5 separate regions of the Mus musculus genome follow, and regions 1, 2, 3 and 5 are each linked to region 4. The links are chromatin contacts, called in public HiChIP or PLAC-seq and promoter capture Hi-C maps. All regions are on one chromosome and are shown on one strand. The core of a region is the stretch at or near the end of the contact, and the rest is flanking DNA. Distances in the headings are between cores, read along the strand shown.

Evidence for each region. Promoter capture Hi-C pulls out the DNA fragments that hold promoters and counts their contacts. HiChIP or PLAC-seq counts read pairs in DNA pulled down with a chosen protein or histone mark. Capture Hi-C pulls out chosen DNA fragments and counts their contacts.
Region 1: a promoter capture Hi-C map of pre-B cells shows a contact between it and region 4, with 3 times the contacts expected there. The contact joins the promoter of Sqle here to the promoter of Fam91a1 in region 4. A contact is called at or near these places in 7 of 39 promoter capture datasets (the HPC-7 cell line, hematopoietic stem and progenitor cells, hippocampal neurons and 3 more), 2 of 484 Hi-C or Micro-C datasets (the G1E-ER4 cell line and neural progenitor cells), 12 of 115 datasets of contacts at active chromatin or transcription factors (the SCID.adh cell line, astrocytes, bone marrow-derived macrophages and 5 more) and 2 of 9 other capture datasets (adipose tissue and liver).
Region 2: a promoter capture Hi-C map of adipose tissue shows a contact between it and region 4, with 6 times the contacts expected there. The contact joins the promoter of Tatdn1 here to the promoter of Fam91a1 in region 4. A contact is called at or near these places in 17 of 39 promoter capture datasets (the 3T3-L1 cell line, 3T3-L1-derived adipocytes, the C10 cell line and 13 more), 7 of 484 Hi-C or Micro-C datasets (B cells, CD4 T cells, LSK cells and 4 more), 14 of 115 datasets of contacts at active chromatin or transcription factors (the NIH/3T3 cell line, the SCID.adh cell line, craniofacial prominence and 10 more) and 4 of 9 other capture datasets (adipose tissue, liver, macrophages and 1 more).
Region 3: a contact with region 4 is called in a FOXA1 HiChIP or PLAC-seq map of pancreatic cancer cells. The contact joins the promoter of Mtss1 here to the promoter of Fam91a1 in region 4. A contact is called at or near these places in 1 of 484 Hi-C or Micro-C datasets (CD4 T cells) and 1 of 115 datasets of contacts at active chromatin or transcription factors (pancreatic cancer cells).
Region 5: a promoter capture Hi-C map of pre-B cells shows a contact between it and region 4, with 4 times the contacts expected there. The contact joins the promoter of Washc5 here to the promoter of Fam91a1 in region 4. A contact is called at or near these places in 5 of 39 promoter capture datasets (the C10 cell line, cranial neural crest, erythroid cells and 2 more), 2 of 115 datasets of contacts at active chromatin or transcription factors (bone marrow-derived macrophages and pancreatic cancer cells) and 3 of 9 other capture datasets (adipose tissue, liver and pancreatic islet).

The regions. Positions count from the first base shown.
Region 1 is chr15:59,313,508-59,316,349 of GRCm38.p6, forward strand. It overlaps Sqle (squalene epoxidase), which reads left to right and starts at 1,585. Exons shown (of 11, transcript NM_009270.3): 1 at 1,585-2,622. The coding sequence starts at 2,338.
Region 2 is chr15:58,932,397-58,935,096 of GRCm38.p6, forward strand. Tatdn1 (TatD DNase domain containing 1) reads right to left here and starts at 1,342. Exons shown (of 12, transcript NM_001368428.1): 1 at 1,283-1,342. The coding sequence starts at 1,304. It overlaps Ndufb9 (NADH:ubiquinone oxidoreductase subunit B9), which reads left to right and starts at 1,405. Exons shown (of 4, transcript NM_023172.4): 1 at 1,405-1,542. The coding sequence starts at 1,442. It overlaps Gm36559 (a long non-coding RNA gene), which reads right to left and starts at 880. Exons shown (of 2, transcript XR_875364.2): 1 at 1-880.
Region 3 is chr15:59,080,746-59,083,559 of GRCm38.p6, forward strand. Mtss1 (MTSS I-BAR domain containing 1) reads right to left here and starts at 1,281. Exons shown (of 15, transcript NM_144800.2): 1 at 711-1,281. The coding sequence starts at 782.
Region 4 is chr15:58,414,024-58,416,723 of GRCm38.p6, forward strand. Fam91a1 (family with sequence similarity 91, member A1) reads left to right here and starts at 1,445. Exons shown (of 24, transcript NM_145959.3): 1 at 1,445-1,754. The coding sequence starts at 1,683.
Region 5 is chr15:59,372,738-59,375,455 of GRCm38.p6, forward strand. Washc5 (WASH complex subunit 5) reads right to left here and starts at 1,450. Exons shown (of 29, transcript NM_153548.3): 1 at 1,304-1,450. Nsmce2 (NSE2/MMS21 homolog, SMC5-SMC6 complex SUMO ligase) reads left to right here and starts at 1,461. Exons shown (of 7, transcript NM_026746.3): 1 at 1,461-1,618.

The DNA of each region.
Region 1 (2,842 bases), core at 335-2,834, 900 kb after region 4:
TAGCTTCAGGAGTGACAGTTTTAGTTTGCCTCTTTGTATGCCTGACATGTGGAACTGACCACCAAGATCTCATCCTATGTTCTGTGCAAATGCTGCTTTTTGAGAGTATTAGATACATCTCATTTTCTCCTACTAGTGCCCAAAGGTGGGAGACATTTGGCAAGGTTAAGACTCATTTAAGTTGCCTAGAATTTCAGCTTATTGTTGGTTGGACTTAGGAACATGGAGAGACCCTCATTAGGAATGTGGTGTTAGGGCCAGAGAGATGACTCAGCTGTTAAGAGCAATGGCTTCTATGAGAGGTCCACAGTTCAAGTCCTAGTGCTCGAATGGCTGCTTACAACTGTTACTGTAGTCCCATGGGATCCAGTGCCTTCTTCTAAAGTGCAGCCATACATGTAGACAAAATACATAAGTAAACAAATCGAAAGGAAGGAAGAAATGTGGAGCTAGATAGAGTTGGCTGTGCCTGCTGCAAAGGGTTGGTAGGATACAGTTCTGTGAGACTTACTTCTTTCATTATTAAAGGATAAACGGGTTAAACAACTGTACCTGTTTGAATGACTTAAAAAAAAATCGCAGAAACTAATAAAGATATCTGAGAAGTGTTTAGGGTGAGACCTAAACCATAGATAACTAAGAACTCAACGAAAGCTTGATAATTAAATGGTACTGTCGAGTCTGAAATTCGGTTACATGACAGTAGCTGTGGATAGTATAAAATGATGTTGTTAGTCTCATGAACGACGGCAGATAAACTGCTCGGTTACTTCTGTAACAGAAAGGTAATGCCATTCTTGCAAGACTGCTGTAAGGGTTGAATGAATGTTTGCAACGCTCTGGCATAGTGCTTAAAACATAAAATGATCTTATTAAACAGTTTTGGGATTGCTGTTGATTAGGACATTTTTTTTTTTTTTCCTTTCTCATTCTTTCTTTAACCCGAGAAGGATTTCACTGTGTATCTCTGACTGGTCTGGAACACGCTATGCAGATCAAGCTGGCCTCAAACTCACAGAGATCCTCTTGCATCCCGAGTTCTGGGATTAAAGGCGTGATCCATCTCCACCTACTGACTTCTCTCATTTTCTTTAGTCCTCGTCCACTAATTATGGCAGGTTCGCCGGCGTGTCACGTCCTCCTCGCCTTTCTAGCCCGTGATCATCCAGTCCGCCCGGATGACTCCTGTAGCTCTCTTGCGTTTGAGCCACCAGGAGCCACCAAGAGTTCCTCCAGAGCGAGCTCCACCCTCCGCAGGTGGGGCCTGAGGACCCCGCGGCGGCCAGGCCGAGCGGGCACCGCCCCATTCACCCACCGGCCCCGCGCCCACCCCACGCACCCGCCCCGCACCACGCAACATCGCCCTAGCGCCTCTGCGACTGGCGCCGCGCGGAGTGCGCCGCCCGCCATTGGACAAACGCTCTATAGCGCCATCTCAGCCTACCGCGCGGTGCGCGCTCTCATTGGTTCGGACGGCGTGGGAGGCGGGGTCCGCTCAAGGGGCGGTGCCGGGCCGGAGCCCCGCCTCCCGGTCCCTGGGCTGGGCCGAGCCCGCCGGGCGGCTGAAGCGCGTGGGGCCGGGTTGCGAGCGGGGCGCGCAGCGGTTACTCTGGTTACTGTCCGCGAGGGATGCTGGGGACCCGGCGGGCAGGAGCCTTCGCCTCGCTCTGAAGGACGCTCATCCGAGACAGCCATTCACTCTCGAGGAAGGCAAGTGTCGGTCGGACAGGTTCCCGGCCGTGACTTCGGGGCTTGCTTGAGGAGGAATCTCCAAGGGAGGGCTGAGCTGCCAGGCTGCCGCCGCGCTTCGGGACGCCGTGGCCATCTTTTGTTGGAGAAGGCTGCCGGGGCAGTGTTGCTAAGGGCAGCTTTCCCAGCACCCAGATCCTTCTACGCTCCCGACTCCTTCCTACCGAGCACCTGCTGCTGGTGACAAAAGACCGTTTACAGCCAGGCGAGCGGACATCGAAGTATACAGCCACATTCGCACCCCTCAGCCCAATAGAGAGGCCCGTGTCCATCAGTTGGCTGAATGAAGAAGTGTGTAATCAGGAGCCGTTGGGGTAGGCAGGCTTTAAATGCTGCCTTTTAAGATCTGGACAACTTAAGATACATTTGCACTCTCAATGATTTCAAAAATTGATCACATCTGACTCGTGATCCTGAAACTATTTATTGGAAGAAGTTCGACCGGTTGCCCCGAACCCCTTTGAGAACTACATTTTGGGGACATTTTAATCACTGAAGACCTTCCGAGGAAAAAAGACCCCCCCAAGAGACCCCCAAAACACAAAATCCTCAGCCTTGGCTGGTGCCACCAAAGAAGCCTTTTGAGCCATGTGGACTTTTCTTGGCATTGCTACCTTCACCTATTTTTATAAGAAATGCGGGGATGTCACCCTGGCCAACAAGGAGCTCCTGCTGTGCGTGCTGGTGTTCCTGTCGCTGGGCCTGGTGCTCTCCTACCGCTGTCGCCATCGACACGGGGGCCTCCTTGGCCGCCATCAGAGCGGCGCCCAGTTCGCTGCCTTCTCGGATATTCTCTCTGCTTTGCCTCTTATTGGCTTCTTCTGGGCCAAGTCACCTGAATCAGAAAAGAAAGAACAGCTGGAGTCCAAGAAGGTATGCCTGATGCCACAGTGGGCAAATGAATGGGATCGTATTTTAAACTTCAGATCGAGGTCACTGAAGTTTATGGTTTCTTTAAAAGTCACGAAAGTGGTGGCTTAGAAGCGTCAGTGTTCTCATTTGATTGCGTTTCTTAAAGTTCTGGACTGTGTTGTGGCTGTGCTCTTAGGGAAGATGAAAAGCATTTGTTGTGTGAACCTCAGGGATTGGGTGT
Region 2 (2,700 bases), core at 92-2,591, 520 kb after region 4:
CTAACATTCTCCCCACGTTTGCTTTGACTGGCCATAGGCCTCACGTCTCTGGTGTGGAAACTAACTCACGACTAGATTTCTCACAACTCCATATTTAAATACAGTGTCTTGGGAAAATATATTGCTTAAGGTGTCTCTCAGATTTTACTGTATAACCTTAACCACTCTCCTGATTCCACTTTTGAGTGCTCGGAGGATGTCTCTATTTGGATGTCCTTTAACTCACGAATGGACCTAATCTATTAGATCCAGATGGCCTAGGTATTTCTTAACCTGCCATCTTTGGGTCTTCACTTCCCACAACAGGCATGAACAGTCAGTGCTAAATGCTATGCACAACCATCCCATTTCTCTTTTTCTATTCTTTTCCCTGTTTGCAAAACCTGAAATACTTACATTCGTCCCCTTATCTGCCACAAAATCTACAAAACGACTATCAGGGTAACCTCCTCCCTGTCACTTCCCACCCTTAAATAGCAGGGAAAGTCCACAACGACGAGGTTCATACTGAGACTACCCACATCGGTATCCCAGAAGGCAAGACTCTTTCCGTACAACTGGCACTCAAAGATTTGCTGAAAAGCCTTCATTGGAACGCCACTCCCAATAGAAGTGAAATTTAAGTAATCGAGACTTTAGGGTTCCAAGTTATCCTTCCAACCCTGACTCTTACAATGTCCCCCATTTTGAATCCTTGCCGCACTCTCCAGCTGTCGGATGGATCGTGGAACTTGCGAGGCGACACAATTTGCCACCCCCTCCCGTCTGAGGACTCCCGTTTATGTCTAGATGGCCTGTGAGCAGGACTTGGCCACATTCCCGGGACTCAATGTCAAGCCTCCCAGAGTTGTCTGTGGTATGAAGGGATGACTGAGTGAACCGGTACCTTGGAGGGACTGTCAGGCCGGCCATGTAGAAGAGTTCACGAAAGACAGAAGAAAAGTGATTGGCTTGGGGGGCGGTGCTTTTTGAGAGATGGGAGGACTCGGGGACTAGCCCATGCTAGGCGATCAGTCTACGGCTGAAGCACACCCCACACCTATTCCTCTCTTTCCAGTTGAATTAAACACACACAAAAAAAGCACAAGTCACAATGATTCATTGCCCGGGAATGCTCATAAATGAACATGCACTAGGGAAACCATCCTCCAGCAAGAACCAGATCAGTCATTGCCAGCACGCGAGGCCTCCGGGCATCTTCCGTGCCCTGGAAAGGCCATGCCGCGAAAAGGGGACCCGGGACTGTCAGCGAGGCTCACGACCAAGACAAACCTGCCCTTACCCACGAACTTGAAGAGACTCATGACGGCGCGGCAGGCTCCTCCCAGGGAAAAGCGGAAGTGGCTCAGAGCACGCTCGTCCTTCCGGTTCCGCCTCACAACCGCCCGCTTCCGGGTTCCCGGCAGCCCCCGCGGCGGCCGCTGAAGGTGAGCCGGACGCTATGGCGTTCTGCGCTCCCCCGGCCTACCTGACCCACCAGCAGAAGGTGCTGCGGCTGTATAAGCGCGCGCTGCGCCACCTCGAGTCATGGTGTATCCACAGGTGGGGAGAGGGGACCCGGGGCTCGGGGACGGAAGCCGAGGGGCCCCGTGGGCCAGGCTGATCAAGGACTTGGGGGACACAGTGAAGGGAGCCCGCCCTTGAACCCGGGTCCCGATGCAGTCCTCTCTGCTTGATCTGGCGGAGATGATTGTGTGGGGCGCAACCAGGACCCAGCGTAGAAAGTTGCATGAAGAAATAAAAAGTACCTAGGACTGTCATTGTCATGGATCTAAAGCTAACGTTTTTATGACTCTGTCGTCCCTAACCTTAACAGTAATTTGTCCATTATCTTTAGTTTGCAGAGTAACTCAGATATTAGTGATTATTTTAGCCTGATTTTACAGATAAGCAGGCTCATTCTATTCCACCTCCTACGTCATTTTATTTCTTTAACCATTGTTACTAGTCTTCTCGTTAAGTCTCATACGGTGGCATATGTTGGGGGAGACAGATATTCTCCATTACATTATGAGTTTGAGGCTAGGCCAAAAAAAAAAAAATACCCTTCTTACAAACAAACAAACAACAATATAGTGTTAAAACGTGTAGACTTTCATGACCTAAAAGAAATGCAAGGGGCAGTGACAACCGAAGATGTGTAAGTCCCATACCGCTACACTCTTACCCTAAAACCTAATCCCACAAGGAGGACTTCCAAGAAAAAGATGGAAAATCAAGTAACCCTGTAAGACCTGCAGAGGGTAACCCTGGAATCCTAGGATACAAGTTTGTGGTTACATCTCTTTGTTATGCAGGCTGGTGCAGTGTACAATGCTGAACAGTTGCTAGCTTCTTTCCTAAGTTTTTCTTATTTATTTAACAGAATTTGCAATTCAGCGTCCATTCTGGATGGCAAATAAATGACAGTTAACCCTTGATTTTGAGCTGCAATCCCATGGATTAACGGGGAACGTGACGGGGAAACTCAGAAGGAACAGTGTTACTGAAGAAGTTAAGACTTCAAGAATCCAGACAGTGTTATAGTACAGTTGGAGATATTAGGGCTCATATTCATGGAGGGAATAATCAAACTAGCTACTATGACAGCACTAACAGATTTGAAAGCTGACATCTTTTCTTAGTCCTTGTCCGCATCAGTTCCCTTAAAACAAAACAAACAAAAAAACCCGTGTTGATATCACCTGTGTGACAACCTTG
Region 3 (2,814 bases), core at 31-2,530, 670 kb after region 4:
TCCCAGAGAAGAGTGGGGTGTGGATGTGTGTTTGAGAGAGCTGGGTATAGTAGTTTTGGAAACCTCAACCTTGCCTTCCTGTTGTGAGCCTCTCAGGCTCGGGGTCCCTGGGAACTTCTGCGCCAAGCCCCGGGGGAGGGTATGGGGAATGCAAGGAACACCATCAGCAGCTCTGGAACAGACTAATTAATAACTAATTTGCTCAGATTCCCCTACTCCAGGTAGACCTGAAAGCCAAGCTTGTAACAACCCTGCCACCCAATCTCCCAGGCCGGAAGACTCTTTCCTGCAGCCAAGCAGGGGCCCCCACTACCGCTCCACCACCGCGCCAAGCACTCCACCCCAAACCCAGGGAGTCAGGTGTCCTCCAGGGCGTCCATCCTCCACGGGTCGCAGACACTCAGTCCAGGGACAGACAATGGAAAACTTGGAACTAGGGCCCTAAACCCCCAAAGGAACAAGATGGTGTCGCCCCCTGGGATTATGAATGCAGGGGTTGGTAAGTGGCATCAGACTCTCCCCCACTAGCCCCCGGGAAGTCGCCTGCCCAGTGACCCAGCACAGCCGGAGCAGTGCGGCGGGTAAGAAGGTGACACCCGGGTCGCCAGAGCTCCCGCAGGTGGCCGGCAGCGCCGGCGAGGGCCAGGCCGGCCGCGGTGGAGGGGAAGCCCCGCGGCGAGGTCAGAGCAGCCGCGCCCCCAGCGTCCTACCTTCATGTCGCTGATGATGGTCTGGAAGAGGCCTCCAAGCGCGCTGCATTCCTTCTCGATCACAGCCTCCATTTTCCCGGCGCGGCGGGGACAGGACACGCTCTCGGGGCGGCTGCACTGCGCACGGGGCCGGGCTCGCTCAGCCCGGGAGCGGTTTCACCCTGGGAGCGACCTACCTCCGGCTCGCCGCCGGTTTTGCAGAGAGCACGCGGTGCTCGCAATTTACTGCACTCTGCCCCCCCAAGTCCCAATCCAAGACGCCCAGCCGCTCCGGAGGGCGAGTCACCTATGTGCAGTGCTCGGCTCCTGGTCTCAAAAATGCCCGGAGAAGACTGACAATCAAGCCACCAAGAGTGCCCACGACGGAAAAGGCGAAGCCCATCTTGGTGCAGAGAAAACCGCCCGCTGACCCGGGGCCAGCGCCATTTACGAAAAAAAAAAAAATGTCTTCCAAATATAATTTTTTTCTGAAACTCCAAAATAAAGAAAGAGAGAACGAAAAAGGGCAGCAGCAGACGAGGTCAGCTCGCGTCGCCCGGATCTGTTGCTCGCAGACGCGGCCGCCGCCTCCTTTTTACTCCTGTGCGCCCGGCCCCGCGCTCGCTCTGGCGGTGCTCCCGGGGATGTTGCGAGGAGCGCACGCGCGCTCGCGACCGTCTGGCGCGGGAGCGCGGGGGAGGCGCGCGCCCGCGGCTCGTGCGTGAGCCGCCCGAGGGCGGGGCTGGGAGCGCGCGCTGGCTGAGAGGCGTGCAGAGCGCCTGCTGCAAGGAGGAGCTGGCGGGAGGGTAGGCGAGCCCGGTGTGCGTCTCCCGGACGTTCAGAGCGCCTCGTGCGGCGAGGGTCTCTGAGTGGAGAGGGCGAGTGAGCGCCCAGCCGCCCACAATGGCAGCTAGCGTGCAGGGAAGCCGCGCTGCACCTCCGGCCCCGCCCCTCGAGGGACCTGCAAGGTCGGCACGTTGAGCGCTGCGCCCCGCACCTGGTGAGCGACCAGTGAGGCGGGAAAGCTGTTACTGCTGTCGCTGCTGCAGCCTCTGGAGAAGAGGCCTCTTCGATGATGTCAGGACTGCAACGCCCGAGTCACGGCTGCAGGGAGCCAGCTACAAGATTAGGGAGAGTCTGGGAAGAGTATCCTGCGGTGGGATGCTGAGTTCCAGAAAGTTGCAGGGCGCTAGATTGATCTGCTGAGGCTGAGCGAACGCAAAGGGCATCAGGGTTCCTAATCACTTGCCCATCTGTCTGTACAGATCGTTGGCTGCATATGGCTGGAATGCTGATGGTTTTCCAGCCAGGGTTGCCATAGCCACAGAAAACCCCCTTGAGAAGTTTTTAAAAAGGGCACCAAAGACTGAGGTGGGCTTGATAAATGTGTCCCTAGCATCTCTGCCTAACTCCGTAGCCAGGAGCACTTATTCTGACGTCTTCCGGTGTCTGGTAGGGGATCAAATGGGCAACTTGTAAACGATCTTAAAGCACCTAATTGAACCGTTTGCAAGAGTCAACGGAACCCGTGTCGAGCTTGACCAAAAGGATCCTGTCAAATGCTGTAGTCCCAATTAACTCAGTTTAGTAAGTCATTCTTTCAACACTGATCAAAAGAATGTAGGGAACTCTGCACAGAACACTGATGTTTGTATTTTCCTTCAGGTCACTCTCCCTGACATCTGGAGAGGCCAAACCTTCTGTAAGTCACTTCTGTGCAGCAACCCTGCTGCTTCCGGCCCTTAAGGAGATTCAGTTGCAAATACCTCACCTGCACCTTGCCCATATTAGTACTTGACACGTGCTGTGTTCTCCGGAATTGTTTTTTTTTATGTTAATGTCGCTGTTATTATAATGATCCAAGTCACGGGACTGGCTGGTACAAGCTCCATTTTACAACCCATGAACCCTGTGGCCTTGAGTAAGTTATCTGAGCCCTCTGGGCCACAGTGTTCTCCTTGGTAACCAGGAGTGATGGTGGTACTTACCTGATAGCTGTCTTAAGCATTGCACGAGCTAATAAGTGAAAATGCTTCAAGTGGTATTTGATACAAGGGAAGTCAACACTCAGGAAATCCTCAATAAAAGTAGGCCAGGCCAAGAATCAAGTGCAATCTAGCTTCAG
Region 4 (2,700 bases), core at 195-2,694:
GATTTGTAGGGATTTAAAAATGAAGATATCTTTAATTTTGTTACTTACATTATACTAGATAAAACGATTCTGAAGAATACTGTTTGTTCACATGCGAATTATGAAAAATGTAGGGGGTATTTATTTCACTAACTCTAAATGAACTTTCCTAAACTAAAGCAGGAGACAGAATATTTCTATGAAGGGTGTTCCTGAGGAATTCACAGGATGGTTCCAATAAACAGCCTTGGGCTGGGCCTGGACAGTTGGCCCAGCAGCTAAAATCACTTGCTTTTGTTTAGCAAAAAAAAATCTGAAATCCAACTTCTGGGCACCTGATATCTGATGCTCTCTTCTGGCCTCTGAAGGTACAAGGCACACTGGTGGTGCACACACACACACACACACACACACACACACACACACATGCAGGCAAAACACTCATACATAAAATAATACATTGTGAAAACCAGTGGGCTCTGCCATTCTGAGGGCTCTTGTAGCCCTGCCAACCTCACTTTCTTCTTCTGATAGGCCTAGTCGCTGTGGCAATGTTTCACTGACTGTTGAGGCAAGGGAATGATACATAGTAGACAGATCATACTTTTGAATACTGTTGCATTACTGGAGTTCAGAACATTTTAGCTACGTTGAGGAGGATCTCAGCAGGATAGGAAGTTACTGCGATCAGATAACCAGACCAATACACCTATGTAAGAGCAGTGTGTACCATAATAGTTTCAAATAATTAGATATAATGGCATGCCTCAGACTGGCCAGTTGTTGAGGTATGGATTAAGCGTCTTTAATGTTTTCAGTTCTTATCAGTAGTGTATAACAAAACATGACTTAAAAACATTGCTTTAAAATGAAAAAATAGACAAAGAACCACTGAAGTCTTGCAGTTAAATGAGTTTGCTTAGGAAATAAAATATACTCTGGAAGAAACCGTTCCCAAAGACCTCAGGAGAGCTGTAGGGATAACCATCCCAGTTCTGCGTTTAAAAAGGCGATCGAAGCAAGTTAACATTTCTGCACCTCAAATCCCTACATTTTAAGAATTTGGATCTTGGAAGGAGTCCAACGTTCTCCATCCCCAGGATACAGCGAATGCTTGGAAGGGATGACGCCGCTAGCGACTCTAGGCCAATGGGTGGGGGGGGCCCAGGCATACTCGGTGTTCTCTTGTTCGGCAGGGTGGCGAGAGTGGTTCTTTCATTAGAAGCGCTTTTGCTCAGACAACCGACAGAGCCATTGGAGACACACATTCGGGAAACTGAGTCACACAAACCCAGAGGTGCAGACCAGGGAGCCTCTGTCACCCCAATGCGCAGGCGCGGCTGGCTGGGCTCGGAGGGTCTCTGAGTCCCGCCTTCCTCGCACCGTTCAACCACGTGCGGGGGGTGGGGTGGGGGCGGAGCTCCACGCTCGGACCTAGGCCAGTGAGCGGAAGTGACGTCGGCACAGAGCCATTTCCGGCAGGCCGAAACTAGGAAGAAACTTGGAGCTGCCGAGGCGCGGGTCGTAGTTGGCGCTCCCGTCCGTGCCCCGTGGCCGGCGCCGCGCGGACCTGTGGGGGCCTGGCCATGGGGCGGCGCCGTGCTCGTGCGGCCTAGACGTGCGGGCTCCGCTGACAGGCCGGGCGCTCGCGGGCGGCAGGCGGCGTGGCAGCCGCGGCCGCCGCGGGCCTGGGCTCCGGCATCATGAACATCGACGTTGAGTTCCACATCCGGCACAATTATCCTTGGAGCAAGTTGCCAACGAACGTGAAGCAGGTATGGCTCCGCCCTGCTTCTCTGTCGCCTGACCTGCGGGCCGTCGGGGGGCTCGGGGAAACTGGGCGTGCGCTGTCTCCCAAGAAGGCTGGACGGGTGTCCCCCCGGACTCGCCTGGTACCTCGGCCTGCAATCTTTATTTTAATAAAGTCCCCGGGCCCCCAAACTTGAGAGTGGTGGGAGAAGGGAGTGCAAAGCGACAGATCACACGTACCTCCTCTGGAGCGTTTCTGGGGGTTAGGTTGCCTGCTTGGAGTTGCATGTGTAACTGAAAGCATTTAAAGTTGGCCCTGGAAGACCACTAAAAGTTACTAAGATGAGGAACGAAGGCCCTCCACCCCCGGGAAGAGGGAAGAGTACGTCTCCGGAGCTGTGAACAATCACCAGAGTTCGGAGACGTGTTCCGATCCACTTGGAAATGTTGGCTGGATGCGTGAGGGTGATAGCTGCCGAGGCTGACAGAGCAGTCAGGCCTGATTTGGAAGGGTACGTGTGTGGTTTGTGTTGTCGGACTTCGTCCTTTACACAGCCTGAGTTTATAAAGGATCAACGGGAGCATGACCCGAGGGGTTTTGTTTTTGTTTTTTAATCGAATGCTTACAATGAATGGTAGTTTTACTCAGTCGTGTTTACTGAGCATGCAGATAGTTTAAGGATCCTGCCTCCACGGAGAGTCTTTTCTGTCAGAGACAGAGTAAATGGACTGGTGAAAGAAAAGAACGGATAGGTGGTTTGAACTTTTACGAAGGCCTTGATGTGTGTGCTTACATGTATAGTATGTTTACTACATGCAATGCAGGGGTTCGCTGCCCACCGTTTCTAAGTTCCTCTGATTTCTGGTTTCTCTTGGTGGTGGGCAGCAGGTATACTTTTGGAATTATGGAATGGTGGTGGTAATGTTTTTATGATTCTTGTGATTTACTTTGAGTCCTAGTTCTAGAGAACG
Region 5 (2,718 bases), core at 200-2,699, 960 kb after region 4:
CCCTTCTTAATATTACTTTATAGGTTACAAAGTATGGCAGCTTTAGTTTTAGGATCTTGGCATGTAACTTTTTTTTTTTTTTTTTTTTTTTAAATAGGAAGAACCCCTTGTCAAAGGAACGTGTTTTCAAGAATGGCATCTGTTACCCAGTAAGTACAGAACAAAATATCTTTAGAAAATTAAAGTGTAGAGGACAAAAGCAGATGGATTTTTTCTTCTTTTCACAAAACCTCAGATCCCTAAAGAAAGCAGTCTCAAATCCATAACAGAGGCTGTCCCAGAAAAGTTCTGGAATAAGCTGGATCACCCCAATGTGACTCATGAATTTTTAAAATTATATTTATTTTGTGTCCATTGGTGTTTTGCCTGCATGGATGTCTGAGGGTGTTGGATCCCCTGGATCTGGAGTTATAGATAGTTGAGAGTCACCACATGGGTACTTAGAATTGAACCCGGGGCCTCAGGAAAAACAAACAGTCTTAGCCACTGGGCCCATCTCTCAAGTCCTGATTCATTAATTCTTAACATCTAAGACAACTTTCCTTCCTGACCTTTTAATACATGTTGTGGTGACCCCAACCATAAAATCATTTTCATTGATACTTAGTAACTATAATTTTGCTACTGTTAAGAATCATAATGTAAACGTTTATGGAAACAGGTTTGCTAAAGGGGTCATGAAACCCACAAGTGAGAACAGCAGACCTAAGGAAAGAGTCCCTGGCTGTGGTTAGAGATAATAAAACTCCTTCACTATCCCTCATCTATATAGAAATCAAGAGTCCAACTTTTCTTTTCTTTTTTTATGAGTCCAACTTTTAAATTTCCTATCATAGAAGAATCAGGACCCAGTAGAACTACCTGCCCCCAATACAAGGACTACAGCACCATGTCTCAGGTGAGGGAGACTAGGGTATAGAGGAACGACTTGCACAAACTCACAGTGAGCGACAGGACTTTTATTCCCCCCCCCACCCCCCCCCCCACCCCCCCGCGCGCTCTCGCCCATCATCACTCCAGTGACTACTTGATTTTCTGGAGAGTAAGTGCAAGATCAGCCACATTAGCAAGGCACCGCTCCGAGAAACTTGCAAGCTCAGCTATGGGCCAAGTAGCTGAGCATCACCCCAAAAGCTTCAAAGAAGCATGCAAGAGCGATTTCCATGAAGGCGTGGGTGAACATCAGGCGTGCAACCCCAACCCTGCAAGCCCTAGGTTTTCCCGTTGGCTCCGGGGACAGTACCGGACGTGGCCCACGGGGGAAGGAATGGACCTCGAACCCGCAGGCCCGCCTCCGACTCACCTGTCAGCCGTCCGACGCTGGCCGCGTGGACTGGGCGCCCCGGTCCCCGTCTCCCACCCCAGGGATCCCCCTAGAGTCCCGGGCCGCAGAGCGTCAGCTGCCGGGACCCGGGTTTCTGTCCTGGAGTCCCTAGCCCGTCACGTGACCAAGGGGCGGCGGCCCGGGCCCGGGCATCATGTGATCGCTCGCGGGCGCCAAGTGATGACGCAGAGCGCGCGCGGGTCGTTTCAGCCACAGAAGTGGGCTGAGGAAAGGAGTCGGGGTCTGGGCGTGCGACGTTCGGCTAGATATCACCGAGCTAGGTGGGACAGCCAGGTAAGATCCAGGAGGAACCGTGATAGGGGTCTAGCCGGCGTTGTCGCCTCCCTCTGTGCTCTGGGGACCTGGGCCTGAGCCTCTTCACCCGCAGCAACTAGACGGAGGCGGGTTATGCTCACATATGATCACAGGTTATGTGATCAAAACAAAACAAACTGTTTAGAACTGACTTTTGAAACTGAGGCATGAACAGGTAGCTCAGATGGACTCAAGGCCACAGGTGCCATTTCACTTCTGCAGGTGAAGGGATGTGGTAGCCTCGGTGTGAAAAAAGAGGGGGGAAGCGGGGCGGGAGGCAACCTTCTTGGGCACGGGCATGTTGGTGGTGACCCGGAAATGGTAGTAGTTTTTATTATTACTTTGGTAACTTAACGGATTTAGTCCTGCTCATTTCATTTTTGTGAGGCGACGTTTTATATCTTCTAATGCATGTTCCAGTTTAAGGAGATCCCAGCATGAAGGAATGGTAGAAGTCGGCAATTAGCCGTATTAAGTTATATAGTAGAGATGTGTGTTAGGAACTGAGAAGGCGTGTGGAAGAGGAGGAGCCGTGGGCGAGGGAAGGTTTCAGAGAGAAGGGTGTATGCATGCTGAAAACGGAGACACTTCAACTCTTGTCGTATGAGATCACCTTGGATTTAAAGGCGGTCGAACTTTTGGTTTGCTCTATGCCTACTGTAATGCTGTGCAGAAACGTGTTTTCCTATTTAAAACTGGCTTAACTTGACAGCAACTCTTTCATGAATATAAGGGAAGCAAAATAGTGTGCTGAGCCCAATAACTTGGTGAGACTTCAGGAAGTGCTTAACTTTGTTGTAGATTGTCTTGGAGGCTATAGGTACTGGTAACAAAAAGATCGGTGTTATTGGAAAGAGGATCCAAGAAGGGGTTGGTGTAAATCAGTGTTTCTTAACTAATGTGATGATTACGCTTTGTCTTCAGATGATTCCTTGTGGTGAGAGACTGTACTGTACTTGCTAGAATTCTATCAATTCCATAGATGCTGGTCTGTGACACCCCCCAACCCCCCTCCAGTGCCACAGTCAAAAATGCCCCCACGTGATGTTAGAAGTTCCCTGGGGGAGGTGTTAAACCTC